Regions from separate parts of the Mus musculus genome. Here regions 2 and 3 are each linked to region 1. The links are chromatin contacts, called in public Hi-C and HiChIP or PLAC-seq maps. All regions are on one chromosome and are shown on one strand. Each heading gives the region's core, a stretch centred on a gene start, on an enhancer-like site or on the middle of the called end of the contact. The rest is flanking DNA. Distances are from core to core; before and after follow the strand shown. Region 1 holds the start of Nipal3 (NIPA-like domain containing 3). Region 2 holds the start of Runx3 (runt related transcription factor 3). Region 3 holds the start of Hmgcl (3-hydroxy-3-methylglutaryl-Coenzyme A lyase).

Region 1 (3,364 bases), core at 199-2,698:
CTCAAGGACCGGTCCCTTAACAGGAACTGGTTCCTAACTAGTCAATCTATCCCTCCCGCCCGGTCGCTATGGCAACCACTGGCCTAACATTCCAGAGTCCGGCGGCAGGCAACTGGCTAACTAGCCAGGGGTGTCCTCTGTGTCTTTAATGTGAAAAGCTGTTGACCAATCGTTGGAGACGTTTCAAAAACCAACAAAAAAAGCTACCAGAATTTTGGGGTTCGGATTGACAATGCTAAGGAGAACCTGTTAGGCAGGGAACTAACTATTAGGGTTTTTGTTTCTGGGGTTCAGTTCCCTTTTCTTGTTTGTTTGTTTGTTTGATTGTTTCGGTTTTGTTTGGTTGTTGGGTTTGTTTGGTTTGTTGTTTTTGTGACTCATCGAAGGAATAAACCCAAGTGTTCCTACCCATCCATCCACACCCTGAGTGTGAGAGCAGAAAGGTCGATGACATAATTCCCCAAGGGCAACCGTGCAGTATTCCAAGAGCCCCTTACCCGTTTCACCGCAGCCACAGTGCCTAGCCACAGCCCGGCTTAAACCCACCAGCGTCTTCTTTAAAATTATGGGATAGTCCCCTGTTAGAAACTGTCTCCCGCTTGTTCCTCAGATCACATCTCCTGCCACCCACGCCTCAAGAAAAAAAAAAAAAATCTCGCACCGACCCAGTTGGTCTTTGGGCATCTCCCATAATACAATATGGCAGCTCCATCCTCTCTTAAACTCTCCCTCCCAGTTCTACCGCGTTTCCATCGCTGAGGTCTCCCCAATGTCATTTCCTCGTAAAACCTGTGTGATCTCAACATCTCCCCCAGAGGTTGCTGTGCGGCTCTGGACTGAACGGCGCGTGCTGAAAAATGAGCGCGCTGGAAGCTCCACGCGCAGGTTCATGCTCACAGCCGAACCCCTGGGAAACAGCAGCGGGCGGGGGAGGGGTGCGGGGGGGGGGACGGGACTACTAGGATGATTGACAGCCTACCGGGGCTGCTGAGCTGCAGGCGTACCGGGAAATTAAGGACGCAATACAGCCAACAGGTGGGACGCAGGCGCAGGAAAGAAGGGGTACGCACGGTCCCCGAGACGTGTCAGGGCTCTGCTGGGTTTCGATACTGGAGCTACCTGATGGAAGCAGCAGGGGCGCCGCCCGGGACGGTCGGTGGCAGTTAGCGCAGACTGCGGGGGGACACCAGGCGGGCTGCTTAAGCCCAGCCTACTTGTCCGGCAGGTGGAGGTGAGCAGCCATAACTTGGGGACCAAAGCAGCCCGGACTTCTTCCTTTGGCCGCTAGAGGGGACTCCTCCAGGTGAGTGTCAGGTCGCCCCTACGCTTCAAGCGAGCTTGGCGACGCAGCCAATTATTTCAGGATGTCCCGCCCATCCCCTCCCGACAACCACTCGCCTGCGCAGAGGCTTCGCCAGCTTGGGACTGGCAGGCAGTGTAACAAATCAAGTCTCCACCTTTGAAAGCAAAACACTGCAGCCCCTTGGAAACTCGGAGCTGGGAAGGGATCCAAGAGGCTGTACCTAGGGGTGGCACGGAGTGTCCGAGTCGCTTCTCCGGAACCTGGGATAGGTGGATCTAGAAGGAACGTCCCGGGTGAGTCACGGTCATGACTGAGGGAAGGGGTACTTGAAATCAGGCTTGCTGTTTTGATCCCCTAGTATAAATATAGTCTCCCTTGTTGTTGCCAGCCTTGTCAGTTTGGGTTCTGTTGCCTCCGATTTTTTTTTTTTTTTTTTTTTTTTGTCTCTTCCATATTTTCAAGGAGGGTGGGCACGGGTTTGCCTTAATGAAGGAGATGCTGGGCGTTACCAGATGAGGAAGTGGAAGGCCAGTACTGCCGGCTCCAGCGTGCAGGAAATAGCCGGTGCGACTGGCAGGTGGATGGAGGGAGCTCTGTGCTTGGTACTGAAACAGAGGTGTGTCTCTCCGAGAATGTCACCCCTCAGTGCTCAAAAGCCCCGGGAAAGAAAAGCTTGGCATGAAACCGACGTTCTTTGGTCAAACTGAATCGTCAGGTGGTGACAAGACCTCCATGCACGCACGCGGGGGGGCGCGCGCGGACACACACACACACCCTTGTTTTTAGTTACAGCCAATTTCATGGCCGCGAGGCTGTTATGCTCGCTGGAAGACTTGCTCGGTGGGGTTAACGGAGTTATTCATTTAGATGAGGCCGGGGGATTCGAGTGGAAGCAAGCACTTTGTGAATTCTCTTGGGTCAGTGACCATAAACTGTGACTGTGATTGTCAACACTGGCTTGGCTGTGTGCCTCTTGGACATATGTCAGCCTTGGACCAACAATAAACCATCACCAGGCCAAAGTGTGAGCCTTATAAGGGAATGCAACTTACAGAGTCCACGGAGGCTTTGGGGTGATGCTACACGGCAGTTCAAGGAGAATCTTCCTCCCTCTGTCTTTGGGTATTCAGAGCTCTGGGGGTTCCCTGGGTAGAGAGGGGAGTTGAAGCTACTGTTTAAAAGCCAGTGACTCAACACACACACACACACACACACACACAGAGGGGTGCGGTGGGGGGAGACAACCTGCTGTCCTCCCTAGCTGGTTCCCAAGGCCTGTTTGCATTTTCTGACATCCTGTGGGTGGGGCTGGGTATATCTGTTTGTGGCCATGGGTTCTGAGTAAGGCATTCTTTTTTTAAACCACAGTGTATCATGGGCATTACATTTGGTCGAGTGGGCATCTATGCAAGTTACCTTGCCAGGCTCTGAGCTAGGTTTCCAGGAACAGCAGAGGACCTGACAGGTGCCTTCAATCCAGGGCCCCCTCAACTCCAGGCTGGAAGCAGCCCTAGGTCTCTCCCAGGTAGAAGGAGCTCTCGAGCACCCCCATATTAACGATGTCAGGACAGAGATACAGACATTTAACACAGAGTTGCTTTCACACACATGCAGTCTAATCCAAGAGTAATTATAATTATGCCCTCCCAGTCTTCCCAGAAAATTATGGTTCCCAGTTGATCCTATATGCATTGGATCTAACATATCAAAAAACATATGGGAGGCATCTTGCAGAAATACTGTCTCAAATGATAGCAGCAGCAACAACTTAACTTTAGGCCCTTTGACAAGGTGCAACCTGGGCAGAGAGGTCTTCATGGCTGCCCTGTACTAAGCTGGCATTTGGTGTCTGTGCCTGTCTGTCTTGTGACATCAGTGCATGCTGTTGCTTTTCCTAGGTGTGGAACAGGAGGTAGAGGGAACTAGAAACTATGTGATGCGCAGGTTTTTAAAACCTAGGCCCTCAACTCTTTCTTGGGTAGATGCCTGGGAGCTAAGAGCATAGATGTATGAATGAACCCTATAGGGTTACACTGGGGAGTGGGCCCACAAGATGGCTTA
Region 2 (3,558 bases), core at 274-2,773, 340 kb after region 1:
GAGAGAGAGAGAGAGAGAGAGAGAGAAACGAAACAGTTGCCTATCCCTGGTATCGTTGAAAAATAAATTCTCTGAACGACTCTGGGGCTACCAGGATGGAGGCATTCCCCAAGTCTCTGCCTATCTTTCGGGATGCAGACTTATGCCGGAGGCAGCCCTTTAGAACCGGCCTACGGTCGCCCTGTGCAACACTTCAGCCGCTGAGGTTGAGAGTGTGGGAAGGAAGTGTTTCTGCTGCAGAGCAGGAGGCGCGGTGCTAGGCCAGGCCCTCCTCGCCCTCTGTGCCCCACACCTCCCGGGTCCTCGCCCAGCTCCGGCGGTCCTCATCCCAGTTACCGGTTAGACTGTGCCAAAGAATCTGGGAGCCCCAGTCCTCCGGTTTCCATGCCACTATACTCTGCAGGGCCCCGTGAAGGCCAGGTGGAACGGGGTATGGCTCCTCCAGGCTGTCTGTGCCACCGAGAAGGAGCGCCCCAAGTGTCCGTGTCCTCCGGCAGAGAGGCCGCGGTGTACCGTTCCCAACGGGAGGTCTGGGGTTCTGACTCTTGGAATAGGAACGGCAGAAGAACTCCCCACGCCCAGTTCTCCTGGACGTCCTCCTGGTACCTTCCCTGACTGATGTAACCATATTTCTCTCTGGACCCGGGCTCGGGCAGCGGGGACACCCAGGTTCCTCTCATGTTCTGTCGGGCCTGGGCTCCTGCAGCGTGGGTGACCAGGCACCCCTATGTCCTGCTAGCCGGGTGACCCCCTTTTCTTCCACCACGGTACCTCCCATGTTCTCTGGGGTCTGGGCTCTTATTGCGGATCGCCTGGAGTCCAGCGGGGGTCCTTCCGGGAGTGGCATCCTGCAGTAGGGGCGCCCGGGTACCCCGGTGTCTTGCCAGCTGGGTGACATCCCCTTTCATGTCCTACTTCTAGGTGCTCCCCAAGTCCTCCCCGGTATGGGCTCCTGCAAATGGGGGCGCCCAGGTTCCCCGGTGTCCTCCCGGCTCGGGCCCCTGCACTCACCTTGAAGGCGACCGGCAGCGTCTTGTTGCAGCGCCAGTGCGAGGGCAGCACGGAGCAGAGGAAGTTGGGGCTGTCGGTGCGCACGAGCTCTCCCGCGTGGTCGGCCAGCACGTCCACCATCGAGCGCACTTCGGGCCGGGTGCGGCCGCCGGGGCCCGCGGTTGCCTGCGCGCTTAGCGCGCCGCTGTTCTCGCCCATCTTGCCGCCGCCGCCGCCGCCGCAGGGGAAGGCCGTGGAGGGGGGAGTGAAGCGGCGGCTGGTGCTCGGGTCTACGGGAATACGCATGCCGCGGCCGTCAGGGCGCGGGCGGCCGCAGCCGCGGGAAGCGGGAGGCGGGAAGGCGGCGGCTCGGGGCCCGGCCAGCGTGGGGGGTGGGGGGAGGGGCGGCGCCGGGGGAGGGGGTGCGCCCCGACGGTCGGCCGCGCGCCCGCTAGTCCCGCATCCGGCGCGCGCGGCCGCCCCACGGACTCGGCGGCCGCGGCCCCAGCCCGGATCCTAGAGAATCAAGTGGCGGCGACGCGGCCGCCCGCGCGGGGTTAGTACCCCGGGCCTCGGGGCGGGGCCGTGCGAGCGACGCGGGGCGCAGCCAATCGCAGCCCCCAGGCTCGGGGTTCGCCGTGGAGGACCCGGTGGCTCGGGCCCGCGCGAGCCAAGCAGGGGCCAGGCTCCGCCCCAGAGGGTCTAGACACCCGCGTCCCGGTAGCCGCGCGGGGAGCCGCGGTCCCCGGAGTCAGGAGCGGCCGCTGCGACCTGGGCAGACATCGGGTTTCCAGCCTCCTGGCTGCGGCTCGCTTCCCCTCCCTCGAGTCGCAGCCTGGCTGCTTCAGCTCTGGCCACCGCAGCCCGGAACCTGCACCCTCAGCTGGTTGCCGCGGTGACACCCAAGACGGTTTTCTCATTCCCTCCACTCCACAAACGATTTTGACCCTAGAGCTTCCACCCCACGAGGGAGTCCACAGCTCCGCGCGGCCTTGGCTCTCGTCTCTGTGGCTTCTGTGTCAACCTTCGAGGCAGACAGAATAGGGGTTGCCACAGGGACCAACAGTGGGGTGGGGACAACCACACGGCTCCTGTCCACTCAAAACTAATTTCAGGATCGCGCAGGCCTCGTGGAGTTGTCCTCTGTCTTGGCAGCTCATGGGTCTTTGAAAACTACAATGGGGCCTACAACAGTGTGCTTTTTTGGAACATTCCATGCTACACCATACGCATGCAACCACCGTCCGTCTAGTGGAAGTGGATGAGGGTCTGTGGCAGAAAGAAGTCTTAACGCTCAGACTGCTTTCTCCCCACGGATGGAAAGGGGTCCTCCTAGGGCCGGGCCATAGTCTTCTTGGCCCTAAAGCGCTGAGCCTACAGAGCTGTCAGGTGCCCTGTGGGAAATCGGCCCTGGGGTCTCTGTGTTCCTCATGCTCCGTGGCCCAGCAACTCCTGGACTTCACTAACAACAACTCTTTCCCGTCCCGTCTCCTAAGCCTGGCATGGGGGCACAGACACACAACTAGAGAGTCCACGGTCACCGGTCACCGAGGGCTGTGCTCTCCCCAACCCCGTGCACTCCTTGGACGGCAGCAACGAACGAATGCATGTGTTTCTCTCACTGCTTTGGAAATTCGACTGCATTTTCGTTGCCAGCGACAGTGAATCTGTCTGCAACTACCAATACAAGCCCCAGAAGCGACACGATTTAGGATCCGATGGCGACAGAGGCATCAAGACCTCATCCTGGCTCTGACCTCAGCTTAGAACACTCCATTTTGTCAAAAAACGAAATCAGGCGCTGTGTGTACAACAGCGGGGTACTAGGTATGTCCTGAGTCTAACGAGTGCCAGGAGAATTGTATTCTGCCCCTCTCTGGGCCTTATGCCAGCGCCTCAAGCCACCAGGGAAGCAAGGACAGTGAAGGTCCCTTACTGGAACTTTTTGAGAACCTATGATTCGGAGTTGACCATCACTAGGCCTTGGGCCGCCATGGAAACAGCCTCTGGACCAGAGGGGATCTAGGAAGCCTGGCCCTGAGCATGGGCCCTCAGGGGGCTCCCCTGGAAAGGGAGCACCGCTAGTCACCAGGTAGGACCCAGACCGAGTCGTCTATTCTGCCCTCGAGCGATTGTGGGCCGTGACTGGCAGCCTCTGCGATGCGATGCATAAATTCGATTTCTTGAGTGATTCCAGTTTGCATCTGCCCCATACTAGTCCCTCCGCCTGATTTCTCTTTCTGATCTTACAACAAATTAATAACCGGGTCTCCGGAAAGTGGGGCTACAGGAATGACCCAACATCTGACCCTGGGCCCGGACTCAGCTATAACCCTCGGAAGACGCGGGCACCAGATCCAAGGGTTGGGGAAGTGCTGGCCTTCAGTACGCAGCCTGAGGTCGCAGGTGAAGGGTCGCCCGGGCTGAAGCAGTGTCGTGAACCGCCCACTAGTTGGCGCTGGCGCCTTGCTGGCTGCTCAGTTGCCCCCACCAGACTCAGAGCACAGACTTGCGCCTGCAGCAGGGGCAGCACGGGCAGCACGGGTTTTCCAAGCCACGGAGCGTTGG
Region 3 (3,573 bases), core at 773-3,272, 450 kb before region 1:
CTCTTCCCAAGGCCCTGAGACATAGCAGAGGCTCAGTGAGTACACACTGAAGCAGAGCCTGCTTCCAACTTCCTTTTCTGGAACACAGTGAACTTAGTTCCACTTCCTCCAGCACACAGCTCTAAACACAACAACCCAGCCAGGTGTGGTGGCTCGCGGCCCGAGGCCTGAGGCCCAGCGCTTGGGAGATGGAAGCAGGGGGAATCAGAAGCTCATGGCTGCTTTCAAGTTGCTACACAGCAAACTTGAGGTCAGCCTGAGATATGTGAGAAATTTTTAAAAAGCCCAGGGTCGAAGAGATGGCTCCACAGAAGATCTGAGTAGGGTTCTCAGACCCAAGTCAGATAGCTCACCTGGTGGTGCATGCCTTTAATCCCTTTAATAATCCCAGGACTTGGGAGGCAGAGGCAAGTAGATCTCTGTGAGTTCAAAGCCAGCCTGGTCTACTAATTGAGTCCAGACAGCCAAGGATGAGTAAGCCTGCCTTTAAAAACCAAACCAAACCAAAAACGGAACAACCAAACCAAACCAAATGAAATAAAAGTGCCATCTTGTGCCATAAGACTCATGAGGGATCATTTCCTCACACTAGTTTGTAAAAATTATCCCTAGCTGGGCATGGTGGTCCATGCCTGTAAGCCCAGAGTCATAGCAGGCTCTGAGTTTGAAGCTAGCCTGGTCTATGTAGTGAATACCAAAGTTATATAGAAAGAAACTTTGTCTTAGATAGATAGATAGATAGATAGATAGATATTATGACCCACCATGTTACTTAATTCTCATTCTCTCCCCCTCTCCCCCTCGGGTTTATTTCCTTAACTTTTCACGTTGATATTTGCCTTTTCATTTGATCCCTGAGCAATCATTGGAAGTGGGTAGACTAAAGATGCAGAAGTGGCTTTCTTTTTCTTTCCCATTTTTTTTGTTTTTGTTTTTTTTTTTTTTTGTTTTTTTTTTGTTTTTGTTTCTTTCGACACAGGGTTTCTCTGTGTAGTCCTGGCTGTCCTGGAACTCGCTTTGTAGACCAGGCTCCCCTCGAACTCAGAAATCCGCCTGCCTCTGCCTCCCGAGTGCTGGGATTAAAGGCGTGAGCCACCATGCCCGGCCAGAAGTGGCTTTCTGGGCTTTCTGAGAGGCACCCACGAGCTGCAAGGAAAGTAGTTTTTCCAAGTGCTAATACAATGCCTAAACTCCCCAACATAAAATCGTAACAGCGCCATCACAGAGCTGAGGGTGTAGCAGTGACGCTGGCGCTGATCGCTCCTAAGTCCAACTCTCACAAAGCACCACCACCGACTGACTGGTCACTCACTAAATCATCCTGAGACTCTGCATTTTACGTATAAGCAAGCTGAGTACACACCTCTGTCACTCAGCCTAGAAAGTGGCAGATCACCCGGACACCAGTTTGCGGTTTAGCCAGCACAGCTCTTTTTGCCCCCCCCCCCTTCCTTCAAATAACTGCGCGTGGTCAGAATGCCAGGACCAAACATGCCCAAAGGACAGTTCTGAGGGAATCCCTGTCCGGCCCACGCGATCCAAGTTCTCCCCAGGCGTCCATAAAAGCAACAAGGGCCGAGTAAGGCGGCAGACAGGGATGCTTGTGTTTCCCACACTGAACACTGTTTTCCACTAATGAAGGGCCGGAGAGATCCGAAGCTCAAATAGGGGAAGGAGTCAGGGTCACCGTAAGGGAGGTAGGACGCCCAGGATGGTGTCCCCGGTCTCCACAGTCACAGCGGGTCGATTCTCTTCCCGCCGCCTCAGTTTCCCCGTTTCTTGCAATGGATCTGAGCCAGACCGGCTGGGTCCGGAACTCTCAAATCCTCCCGGCAACAGTCCCTCGAGCGGTCCCGCTCCTCCGCCTGTCACAGCAGCTGAGGAGGCCCGCCCGATCCCATGACTGTCACCCGCCTGGGGAGCACTTACAGCCCGGAGGGACGTCAAGCCCACCAGCCTCCGCGGGAAAGCCTTCCTCACTGACGCCATCTTCACTCCGGAGGCCAACCCACTGGGCACCACGTGACCGCCGATCCCTCTGTGGGCGTGGTTAGGGCCGGAGGCGGTGCATCGCTCCTCTTGTGAGGCTCCCAGTTTGGTTCCTCCCCTCAGCCTGTCTGTTTTCTTTTCCTACTCCCCTCTAAGTAGCTCTACCCTCCAATCATGCCCACTCCATGATTTTCTGAACACGTGTCCCATGAAGAGCCATGACATTTGACAGCCCATGTGTAGATCCCGAGATTTTTTTCACCTCCACCTGCTTCCCCCACGTCTTAAATCACGCCCGGTTCCAATCCAGGGCCATTTATCTGCCTTCTGAAAGGCGTTGTGTTCCCAGGGCGTGTTGGGGTTGAAGATGACTGGGAAGCTGGTGGGCCAAGCCGATGGCTCCTTTAGTCTTAAAGGAACAGGGAAGGCAAGAAGGCCTAGGTTAGCGAAGGACTGCTATAACTGTGGGCTTCTAGGGGCTACTACTGGTGCTCGGGTGACTTGTGAAACCCTGAAGCTAGCCATTAGGAAATCATTGTGTCCCTGTGTATACACTGTCTTACTTCCTTCTTGTCTTCCCGTCCTCAGCCTCAGTGGGGAAGTCTTCAAATGACTAAACATGCGTGTGCATCATGCAGAATGGCGCAGATCCCGCCCCAAAGGTTAAGGTCACAAAGTAGAATATAAAGGTTCACTGTGGAGCTGGTGAGATGGCTCAGCGGGTAAGAGCACTGACTGCTTTCCCGAAGGTCCCGAGTTCAAATGGTGGCTCACAACCACCTGTAGTGAGATCTGGCCCTCTTCTGGTATGTCTGAAGACAGCGACCATGTACTTATTAAATAAATCTTTGGGCCTGAGTGAGTGGTGGCCGACTAGAGCGAGCAGATGTCCTAAAATTAAATTTCCAACAACCACATGAAGGCTCACAACCATATGTACAGCTATAGTGTACTCATATACTCCATGTAGACCAGGCTGACCTAAACTCAGAGATCTGCCTGCCTCTACTTCTGCCTACTAAGTGCTGGAGTTAAAGATATGTGCCACGATGGCCACCAAAGTTTTAAATTATTACTAGTGTATTTACTTCATGTGCATGGCTGTTTTGCCTACATGTAAGTCTATGTAGAACACCTGTGAGGCCATAAGAGTGAAGCAAGAAAAACATCTTTGCTAAATCCTGACCTGACCTTGGGCTGACATTGAGGTCAGCTTGACCCTCAGGCACTTACAGGAATTTTTGCTAACCTGCTCTGGCCTGCTTTTGTAACCACAAGGCTTTCTGCTCCCATCAAGCAAAAACAAACCTGTCTCCACCTCTACTTTGTTTTTTTTTTAATATTTACTTATTTTATGTATATGAGTACAGTGTAGCTGTACAGATGGTTGTGAGCCTTCATGTGGTTGTTGGGAATTGAATTTAGGACCTCTGCTTTCTCCGGCCCACCCCACTCACTCCTGCCCAGAAGAGGCCGTCAGATCTCATTACGGGTGGTTGTGAGTCACTGTGTGGTTGCTGGGATTTGAACTCCGGACCTTCAGACTCTTACTTGCTGAGCCATCTCACCAGCCCTGTTTTTTGG

The links. A called contact is a pair of places that touch in the nucleus more often than the background predicts. HiChIP or PLAC-seq counts read pairs in DNA pulled down with a chosen protein or histone mark.
Region 2: a contact with region 1 is called in a Hi-C map of CD4 T cells, with 3 times the contacts expected there. The contact joins the promoter of Runx3 here to the promoter of Nipal3 in region 1. A contact is called at or near these places in 1 of 39 promoter capture datasets (liver), 1 of 484 Hi-C or Micro-C datasets (CD4 T cells) and 2 of 115 datasets of contacts at active chromatin or transcription factors (embryonic stem cells and pancreatic cancer cells).
Region 3: an H3K4me3 HiChIP or PLAC-seq map of forebrain shows a contact between it and region 1, with 3 times the contacts expected there. The contact joins the promoter of Hmgcl here to the promoter of Nipal3 in region 1. A contact is called at or near these places in 1 of 39 promoter capture datasets (embryonic stem cells), 7 of 484 Hi-C or Micro-C datasets (B cells, the C2C12 cell line, cerebral cortex and 2 more), 5 of 115 datasets of contacts at active chromatin or transcription factors (embryonic limb bud, embryonic stem cells, forebrain and 2 more) and 1 of 9 other capture datasets (pancreatic islet).

Annotation. Positions count from the first base shown.
Region 1 is chr4:135,492,662-135,496,025 of GRCm38.p6, reverse strand. Nipal3 (NIPA-like domain containing 3) reads left to right here and starts at 1,448. Exons shown (of 12, transcript NM_028995.4): 1 at 1,448-1,596. Stpg1 (sperm tail PG rich repeat containing 1) reads right to left here and starts at 39. Exons shown (of 9, transcript NM_030189.3): 1 at 1-39.
Region 2 is chr4:135,150,510-135,154,067 of GRCm38.p6, reverse strand. Runx3 (runt related transcription factor 3) reads right to left here and starts at 1,523. Exons shown (of 5, transcript NM_001369050.1): 1 at 1,012-1,523. The coding sequence starts at 1,296.
Region 3 is chr4:135,944,897-135,948,469 of GRCm38.p6, reverse strand. It overlaps Hmgcl (3-hydroxy-3-methylglutaryl-Coenzyme A lyase), which reads right to left and starts at 2,022. Exons shown (of 9, transcript NM_008254.3): 1 at 1,930-2,022. The coding sequence starts at 1,989.